2 separate regions of the Macaca mulatta genome follow, and region 1 is linked to region 2. The links are chromatin contacts, called in public Hi-C maps. All regions are on one chromosome and are shown on one strand. The core of a region is the stretch at or near the end of the contact, and the rest is flanking DNA. Distances in the headings are between cores, read along the strand shown.

Region 1 (5,114 bases), core at 1,960-4,459, 320 kb before region 2:
CTGTCTCTACCAAAAATACAAAACTTAGCCAGGCGTGGTGGTGTGTGCCTGTAATCCCAGCTACATGGGAGGCTGAGGCAGGAGAATTGCTTGAAACCAGGAGGCGGAGGTTGCAGTGAGCCAAGATCGCACCACTGCCTTCCAGTCTGGACAACAAGAGCGAAACTCCATCTCAAAAAGAAAAAAAAAAGAGGAAATTTAAGTACAGTACAAAGAGGTTAAATAACTTGCACTAGGTCACACAGTTAATGCGTGGTACACCCAAGACTCAAAGCCCAGCAACCTGGTTTCATGTCCATGCTCCTAACCACTAACTAGACTGCCTGTATAGGGATGTAGTGCCTGTTAAAACATTTTTAAGGAAAAGATCAATTTAAAAAATTAATAAACAATAGTACAGGCAGTACTTAGCTATATAGAAATCAAGAAAACAGTCATAGATGACATTGCTTTATGATCAACTAAATGAATCTATTAGGGTAGAGTCCTTCTGTTGCTAAAAATTGTCATTACTCTATCAGAAAAAGCACTGATAAACAATGTTGCTAATGTGCCTTATTTTGAAATATAAAAGAATCCCTAAACTGACGCTACAAGGGACAGAAGTCCTAGGATTCTGAAAACGTTGATAAGGGTGCCAACAGAGAGCCCTTGCCCTGGAGCTGCCTTCTCCATTTAAAAAGCAGGGGTGGCTGGGCACGGTGGCTCGTGTCTGTAATGCCAATACTTTGGGACACCAAAGCAGGAGGCTCGCTTGAGTTCAGGAATTCAAGACCTGGATGTACAAAACAGCAAGAACCCATTTCTATTTCTTTAAAAAAAAAAGAAAGAGCATGGGGTTCCAGGGTTCTACGCTGCATCCTTTCTATTTCCATCCCTCACATATCTTGCTTCCATTAAGGAACACAGGAGGATCATGATGTGAACTGTGGGAAACAAGAGTGCAATCACTGAGAAACCTGCAAGAACCTGGGCTACCAGGAGGAAAAGTATTTCCCCTACACATGCTTTTGTATGAGAAGCCTATAGCCACTGGCTTCAGATATCCTGGCCTCTGGGTTTCTCCCACGGGGAAAAATGCTCACATCTACTGAGATAAGAAAAAAATGTTCTGGGACCTGGCACCTTACAACTAACGCCTCCACAAGCACTGGACCCATACCTTTCCCTGCTACCTCATCTTCTTCCAACGGAGACTTAAAACCTATGAAAGATAAAAACTCCTCTGAAACTAGACTAACCATGGAATTAAACATAGTGGGAAACGGGTCCTAAAGAGATAAAGTGCCTGGAACCCTGATCTCCTTATTTTCAATAGCCTCTTTTTCCCTCTGGACCCAAGATCTTAAAATGGGCAAATTAGAAACAGACACAAGCTGGTCTAACTGCATTTGATGGCTGAGGGAAGGGTAGGCAAAAATCTTGGCCGGTCGCGGTGGCTCACGTCTGTAATCCCAGCACTTTGGGAGGCCGAGGCAGGCGGATCACCTGAGGTCTGGAGTTCGAGACCAGCCTGACCAACATGGAGAAACCCCGTCTCTACCAAAAATACAAAATTAGCCGGGCGTGGTGGCGCATGCCTGTAATCCCAGCTACTCCGGAGTCTGAGGAAGGAGAATGGCTTGAACCCGCGAGGCGGAGGTTGCTGTGAGCCGAGATCGCGCCATTGCACTCCAGTCTGGGCAACAAGAGCGAAACTCCGTCTCAAAAAAAAAAAAAGAAAGAAAAAGAAATAAAGAAAAATAAAGAAAATCTTTAAAAATACTGTTTCCTGATTGCTTATAACCCACTCCCTCTAACCCTGTCTGCAGGTGGGTCACAGTCCAAAGACCCTATTTCCAACCCTGACGTCCCATTGCGGGCAGTACTATGGCCTCACGGGAAGGAAAATGAATCTAGAAGGGAATGAGGTACACAACCATTGATAGGTTCCTGGGATAAAAACTTTGCTTTGTCGGCCGGGCGCGGTGGCTCAAGCCTGTAATCCCAGCACTTTGGGAGGCCGAGACGGGCGGATCACGAGGTCAGGAGATCGAGACCATCCTGGCTAACACAGTGAAACCCCGTCTCTACTAAAAATACAAAAAACTTACCCGGGCGAGGTGGCAGGCGCCTGTAGTCCCAGCTACTCGGGAGGCTGAGGCAAGAGAATGGCGTGAACCCGGGAGGCGGAGCTTGCAGTGAGCTGAGATCCGGCCACTGCACTCCAGCCTGGGTGACAGAGCGAGACTCCGTCTCAAAAACAAACAAACAAACAAAAAAAAAAACAAAAAAAAACTTTGCTTTGTCGACACCAGCCTGGCCAATATGGTGAAATCCCATTTCTACTAAAAATACAAAAAATAGCCGGGCGTGGTGGTGGGCGCCTGTAGTCCCAGCTACTCGGAAGGCTGAGGCAGGAGAATCGCTTGAACCCAAGAGGCGGAGGGTGCAGTGAGCCAAGATCGCACCACTGCACTCCAGCCTGGCGACAGAGCGAGACTCCGTCTTAAAGAAAAAAAAAAAAAAAAAAAAACTTCGCTTTGCTTTCCCGCCTTCCAAGAGGAAGGGGCGCATCTCCGAGGAAACAAGGCCGGGGAACCCGCGGCTCGCACGGCATCCTCTCATCCACACAACCCGAGGACAGCTCCCAGGGGACGGCGGACCACGGTCAAGGTCCTCTTTTCGGCCCTTCACAACTCCAAGCTCCGCCCCACAAAACCCCCTGCAGTCCTACCAAGTCACTCCCATGGCGTCGGGCCAGGAAGGCGGCCGGATCACACGGTAGAAACGCAGGGTTCCCTATCCGCCCACAGAAACTGCTTCAGTTCCCCAACACAACCTTCGGTCTCGGAAGAGACTCCGGAAATACGTAAAAACAGAGCGCCGGGTCCACGCCTTCCCCAAGGAGTGGGGCGGGTCTCAGGGCCACTCGGTGACACCTCCAGTGACATCATCTGCGGATTCCCGCCCACAGGTTTCTAAATCCAGACATTCTCGTTTGGCTGAGCACTCTAGGCCTAGACCCATGAAGCTAAGAGCGACACTCAAAGACTGCACTGTTGAGAGAAGCTAACGTTAAAGGCTGTGAATATATTGGGGAGTCCAGCTCCGGAACCCGGGAGCTCTTTTAGTGGGAGGGGCGGCGCTGATGGTGCTTCTGGCCTCCGAATGCTAGGGGGCGCTGTGATCGCCGCGTGGCCTCTTGAGAGCCGGGAGTCCACCGCGCAAGCGCAATCTGGCTTTTTCGCCGTCCCCACGTGCGAACCTCCGCGGCAACGTTTTCGAGAAAAATGCCCAAGTTGAAGGCGGCCCGTGGGGTCGGGGGTCAGGAAAAACATGCGCCCCTGGCCGATCAGATCCTGGCTGGGAATGCGGTGCGGGCAGGGGTCCGGGAGAAGCGGCGGGGTCGCAGGACCGGAGAAACGGAGGAAGAGTATGTGGGACCCCGGCTGAGCCGGCGGATTTTGCAGCAAGCACGGCAGCAACAGGAGGAGCTCGAGGCCGAGCATGGGACTGGGGACAAGCCCGCGGCGTCGCGGGAACGCACCACGCGGCTGGGTGAGTGTCTGGGATGAGATCCGAGGAAGACAGTGGCCAGTAGTGGGGCGGGGTGGACAGCTAAAAAGTGTCTGGCAGGGGAATTGCTTCGAGTCAACAAAGGGTCCGTATTACACTTGCAAAAGTAATGGAATGGGAAACTGAACCCTGTTCAGAGCCCTCCGCGTCCACTCCTAGTTTTAGGCACTCCCTTCTACACATCCCCTAAGTTAGGCCAACAGTAATCGCTCGCTCCACCCTAGCATTTATCCATTGGTTTTGTAAATATATATGGGATACCCACTACGAGCTTTGTACTATGCTCGGAGTTCTATCGAATGTTTGGGTACAGAAGTAAACAACATAGGCACGTCTGACTTAAGGACCTTACAGTCAAGCCCAGTAGAGAGTCAATTAAGTAGACTCTTAGAATAATATTTTTCTATGATAAAGTGTCGCTTCCCTGGTAACAATAGCATTGGTCTTGAGAAGCTTCTCCGATTGCAGCAGGACCTTTTAAGTTGAGAACTGAAAAACGAATGGGAAGTGTTATGAGCAGAAAACACATTGTTTAGCAGCCAAAGAGGGAGAGAGATGAAAGACGTTTGATATTTTCTCGCTAGGGAGGGAGTGTTGACCTCTGAGATGCTTCATCCGTTTTCCAGATCTCATCTAAAGCAATATTTGACGCAATTGAATAGTGGCCTCCTGGCCACAGTATCCTTACTTGGGTTTTAAGACATCAACACTCCTGTTTTACTGCCACCTCACTTCTCAGTATCCTTGACTGACTCCTATTGCAACCTCTTATCCTCAGTCCTCTGACCTCTTCAAATATTCTCTGGTGCTGGCAAGTTTCGTGGTTTAAATACCATCTCTTGGGTGACTACTCCTAACTTTATAGTCTAGCCCTGACCTCTTCCATGAAATCCATATTCTTATATTCAACTGCCTATTTGGCAACTCCAATTTAAAATCTGACAGCTCAAATTTAACATGTACAAAACAGAAATCTTGACCTCTCCAAACCTGCTTCTCTCACCATTGTCTTCCCCGTCAGTAGCGTATTCTTTCATTTGCTCAAGACAAACTTTAGACTCCTGTATTTCTCTCTCCCCGTCTCTCCCTCTCTCCCCCGCCCCATCTCCTCTCTCTGTCTCTCCCTCCCCACATCTGATCTGTAAGAAAATTCTGATGACTCTGCCTTCAAAGTATATTCAAAATCAGACCACTTTTCACCGCTTTGGAACACCATCCTGTTGAAGCCACCACAATCTCTCACCTGGATTATCACAGTAGCCTCCTCGTTAGTATCTCATATTCTCCTTTTTTTCTTTTTCTTTTTTTTTTTTTTGAGATAGAGTCTCTCACTCTGTCACCCAGGCTAGAGTGCAGTGGCACAATCATAGCTCACTACAGCCTCAATCTCCTGGGCTCCAGCTATCTTTCCCACCTCAGCCTCCCACATAGCTGGGACCACAGGTGTGTGCCAGCATGTCCAACTAATTCTTTTTTTTGTTGTTGTTGTTCTTTTTTGAGACGGCCCAGGCTGTAGTGCAGTGGCACGATCTCAACTCACTGCAACCTCTGCCACC
Region 2 (4,937 bases), core at 1,792-4,291:
CCACTTCGCCTGGCTAGTTTTTTGTATTTTTTAGTAGAGATGGGGTTTCACCGTGTTAGCCAGGATGGTCTTGATCTCCTGACCTCGTGATCCGTCTGTCTCGGCCTCCCAAAGTGCTGGGATTACAGGCTTGAGCCACCGCGCCCGGCCTCATACATCTTTTAAAGCATGCATATTTCTTAGCTTGGCTGGGATAATTAGCTTATAAATGAACTGAAATATGAGCTGTGACTTATACCCAACATGTTGTAGCATGTTGTGCCACATGCTACAACAAACCCACATTTCCAAATCCTTTACCTTCAGCTCCCCCTGGTGGAATATGACTTTCCAGTTTTAGGAAACAAGCTATACTACTGCATATAACATAACAGCTAACTGTTTTTTCCTGTAAACTTTCCTGAGATTTTAAAGTGTAACCTGAGAAAGTGGAAACACAATAGGATCCTTAAAAACACAATGAAGATGCAAATAAGGCCAGGTGCCGTGGCTCACACCTGTAATCCCAACACTTTTGGAGGCCAAGATGGGTGGATCTCTTGTGGTCAGGAGTTCCAGAGCAGCCTGGCCAACATGGTGAAACCCTGTCTCTACTAAAAATACAAAAATTAGCCGGGCATGGTGGTGGCACGGCTGTGATCCTAGTTACTTGGGAGGCTGAGGCAGAAGAATCGCTTGAACCTGGGAGGCGGAGGCTGCAGTGAGCTGAGATCGTGCCACTGTACTCCAGGCTGGGTGACAGAGCGAGACTCCATCTCAAAAAAAAAAAAAAAAAGGTTTAGCATAAGTGAAGTTTCATTAATACAACTGATGGTCACCTAAGTATGTTTTTGTTTGTTTTTTCAGGGTTTTTTTTGAGACAGGGTCTCACTCTATTATCCAGGCTGGAGTGCAGTTGCATGATCAAGGCCTGGACCTCCCAGGTTCAGGTGATCCTCCCACCTTAGTCTCCCGGGTAGCTGGGAGTACAGCACGGGCCACCAGGCTCAGCTAATTTTTTGTACTTTTGTAGAGATGGGTTTTCACCATACTTTCCAGGCTGGCCTTGAACTCGTGGGCTCAAGCGATCCTCCAGCCTCAGTCTCCCAAAGTGCTGGGATTTCAGGAGCGAACCAACACCTAGCCACGTTTTCAAAGCCTATTCTTATTGTCCTTCCTCTCTTTACTCAAGATAGAGACAAATCATAACTCTATAATCTTCTTTGCAACAAAAGGGAAAAGAAAAGGAAAAAGGAAATCAGGTACAATACAAGGTGGTAAGAGGTATGTGCCATTCTTCAGACAGAACTGCATAGAAAATTCCCTCCCAACAATTATACCAGTGACTCCACAATCAAGTTGTGCAAGAGGAGCAAGAATATTACACTTCTCAGTCACGTTCTCCCACTATAAAACCTCTGCTTTTTTGTGTTTTTGAGACAGTCTTGCCCTGTTGCCCAGGCTGGAGTACAGAGGAGCATTCTCGGCAACCTCCACCTCCTGGGTTCAAGCCATTCTCCTGCCTTAGCCTCCTGAGTAGCTGGGATTACAGGGGCCCACTGCCACACTCAGCTAATTTTTGTATTTTTAGTAGAGACAGGGTTTCGCCATGTTTGCCAGGCTGGTCTTGAACTCCTGACCTCAAGTGATCCACCCGCCTTGTCCTCCCAAAGTGCTGGGATTACAGGCATGAGCCACCGCGCCCAGCCTTATAAACCTCTGCGTTTAAAAGTGGGAGTCTAGGCCGGGCGCGGTGGCTTGCGCCTGTAGTCCCAGCACTTTGGGAGGCCGAGGCGGGCAGATCACGAGGTCGGGAGATCGAGATCATCCTGGTGAACACGGTGAAACCCCATCTACTAAAAATACAAAAAAATTAGCCCGGCGCGGTGGCGGGCGCCTGTGGTCCCAGCCTCTCTGGAGGCTGAGGCAGGAGAATCACTTGAACCCGGGAGGCGGGGGTTGCCGTGAGCCGAGATCGTGTCATTGCACTCCAGTTTGGGCGACTAGAGCGAAACTCCGTCTCCAAAACAAAACAAAAACCAGTGGTTCTCAAACTGTAGTCTGAGGACGTCTGTGGGGTCTCTCAGACACTATCAGGGGGTCCGGGAAATCAAAACTATTTTCATAAAACTAAGATGTTACTTACAACTTTTACACTCATTCTCTTACTAGTGTATAGTGAAGTTTTCCCGTGACAGCCTGAGGTGTGACATAGAAAAAGATTAAATACAGAAGCAGATTTGAATCTAGCTTTTATTAAGCCAGAAATTAAAGAGAGCTGCAAAAATGTAAAACATTGCTGCTCCTTACTCGTTTGTTCAGAAAACATATTTTTCATAAAGTGTTGTAACATGTAATGAGTGTTACTTTTAAATCAATATATATTCTTAAGTTTTATTTTCCAAAAAGCTAAATATAGATAGCTAAAATCCACAAAAGCAAAAGCTCTTTGGAGTCCTCAACTCCGAAAGTGTAAAGCGGTCCCAAGGCCAAAAAGCATGAGAACCGCTGCTGAAAAGTTTTTGCTCCTCCTCCAAATAACTGTGCAGAGGATATCTAACCCACTCCTTTGGCTTGAGACCTTCCTCTAAACCTGGATGCCAGGAAAGCATCTCAATTTAGTTCCATGGGAAGAGTTTGAGATCTCGCACCAGCTCAGCCTCTTAATTTTCGCGAGGCAAATTTCCTGTCTTCTCTGAGCCTCAGTTTATTTTGCAAACGTAAAAGAAGGGTTTTGGAACATAGAAAGTACAAAATCTTTTCCAGCTCTGACATTCTACGATTATTCTTGTTCCTATCTTTGCCTGGACTCATTAACTTATGTTTAATTCCAGGAGAGAATTCTGATAAAACCAGCCCCTTTCTCGTCACTTTCCTGTAAACGGCGCGAGGTGAGGGATAAATATCAGGAAAAATTCTGATGGGCAGAGCAGCTGGTGGCTGGGAAACTTAAAGGCAACTATCCCGGTCAGCTCTCCTAGTCTCCCTAGCCCATCCAGTACCTGCCAGAGGCGCCGGCACACGGCCCCGAACGCTGTCCGCGCCGCCATCTTGTCGGTCCCGACCTCTCAGTATTGCTTCCGGGGTTACAGCGGCGTCCTCAGACCATAGAGTTCCGCAAAAGGAGAGAGTACATCCTCCTGTTCAGACGCTGGAACAACCATAGAGACACGATCCTGTGCTTTTTGAGGGCGGGACAGTTGGCTGGCGGAGGCCAGCCTTGATCTGGGCAGTGCCTGGATAGTTACCAAGCCCCATTAATATTTTCACCTTTAAATTGTTGTGTGTGTATACGCGCGCGCGTGCACACACACACACACACACTCTCTCTCTCTCTCTCTCTTATTTATTTACTTATTTTTTCCTTTTAGAGACTGGGTCTCACTCGGCTGCCCAGGCTGGAGCGCAGCGGCACAGTCATAGCTCACTGCAGCCTCAAACTTCTGGCTCAAGTGATCCTCCTGCCTCAGACTCCCGAGTAGCTGAACTACAAATGCGTGCCACCACAGCCAACTAATTTTTTGTTTTTTAATTTTTTTGTAGAGACAGGGTCTCGTTATATTGCCCGTGTTATTTTGTGGGCTGGTCTCAAACTCATGTCCTCAAGTGATCTTCTGGCCTTGGCCTCCCAAAGGACTGAGATTACAGGTATGAGCCACCAAGCCCAGACTGAAACTAATGTATTGACACCATTTACTTCAGTAATGGGTGATTTATTTTCCTATTTTTGCATTTTTCAATTTTTTTTTTTTGCATTTTTCAAAATTTTAACAAAATCTATATATGATAAGAAAAAGAAAAGTCGGCCACTACCATTGGGTCCAGTTGCCACTCAGTTACCTTATTGCAATGGCTTTCTAATTATGGTTCTTAATCCTTTCTTCCTTCCCCACACGAATTGGAATTCTTGTGCTCCATCCATTTTGTATACCACTGTCCTACTGATGTTTCTAAATTATTCATTTCCTTATGTTACTCTTGTATTTAGGAATTTACAATGACTAGCTTCACCTACAACAAGCCAAGGTGTTTTGTCTAGTTATTAATGTCCACCATAATTTTTTCCAAGTAAAAAAGTTTATAACTGGGATTTGCTATAATAAAAACTTCTTCAGGCCGGGCACGGTGGCTCACGCCTGTAATCCCAGCACTTTGGGAGACTGAGGCAGGCGGATCACCTGAGGTCAGGAGTTCGAGACCAGCCTGGCCAACATGGTGAAACCCCATCTCTACTAAAAATACAAAAAATTAGTGGAATATCATCGTCGTGTGCGTCTAGTTCCAGCTACTCAGGAGGCAGAGGCATGAGAATTGCTTGAACCTGGGAGATGGAGGTTGCAGTGAGCCAAGATCGTGCCACTGCACTCCAGCCTGGGAGACACAATGAGACTGTCTTAAAAAAAAAAGAAAGAAAAGGCCAGGAGCAGTGGCTCACACCTGTAATTCCAGCACTCAGCGCTTTGAGAGGCCAAGGCAGGTGGATCACTTGACATCAGGAGTTCAAGACCAGCCTGGCCAACATGGCAAAAGCCTGTCTCTCTAAAAATACAAAAATTAGTCAGCTGTGGTGGTGTGCACCTGTAATCCCAGCTATTTGGGAGGCTGAGGCAGGAGAATCACTTGAACCTGGGAGGCAGAGGGTGCAGTGAGTCGAGACTGAGATGGTGCCACACTGCACTCCAGTCTGGGAAATAGAGCAAGACTCCATCTCCAAAAAAAAACTTCTTCCATTTGTGTAAATCTTTAAAAATTGATTTTTTTTCCTTTTATTTTCTTCTCATCTTAAAGTCTGCTTCTATAATACCATATTGTCTTATTTTATTTGATTTTATTTTTTTGTGAGACAGTGTCTCACTCTGTTGCCCAGGCTGGAGAGCACTGGCTTGATCATAGCCCATTGCAGGCTCAAACTCCTGGGGTTAAGTGATCCTCACACCACAGCCTCTGGAGTATCTAGA

The links. Hi-C and Micro-C count contacts between places; a contact is called where the count stands out from the background.
Region 1: a contact with region 2 is called in a Hi-C map of liver, with 6 times the contacts expected there. The contact joins the promoter of BYSL here to the promoter of MRPS10 in region 2. A contact is called at or near these places in 3 of 14 Hi-C or Micro-C datasets (fetal cortex germinal zone, fetal cortical plate and liver).

The regions. Positions count from the first base shown.
Region 1 is chr4:140,251,615-140,256,728 of T2T-MMU8v2.0, reverse strand. It overlaps BYSL (bystin like), which reads left to right and starts at 3,209. Exons shown (of 7, transcript XM_001085599.5): 1 at 3,209-3,540. The coding sequence starts at 3,273. MED20 (mediator complex subunit 20) reads right to left here and starts at 2,851. Exons shown (of 3, transcript XM_015136338.3): 1 at 2,717-2,851.
Region 2 is chr4:139,927,236-139,932,172 of T2T-MMU8v2.0, reverse strand. It overlaps MRPS10 (mitochondrial ribosomal protein S10), which reads right to left and starts at 3,041. Exons shown (of 7, transcript XM_028847574.2): 1 at 2,982-3,041. The coding sequence starts at 3,029.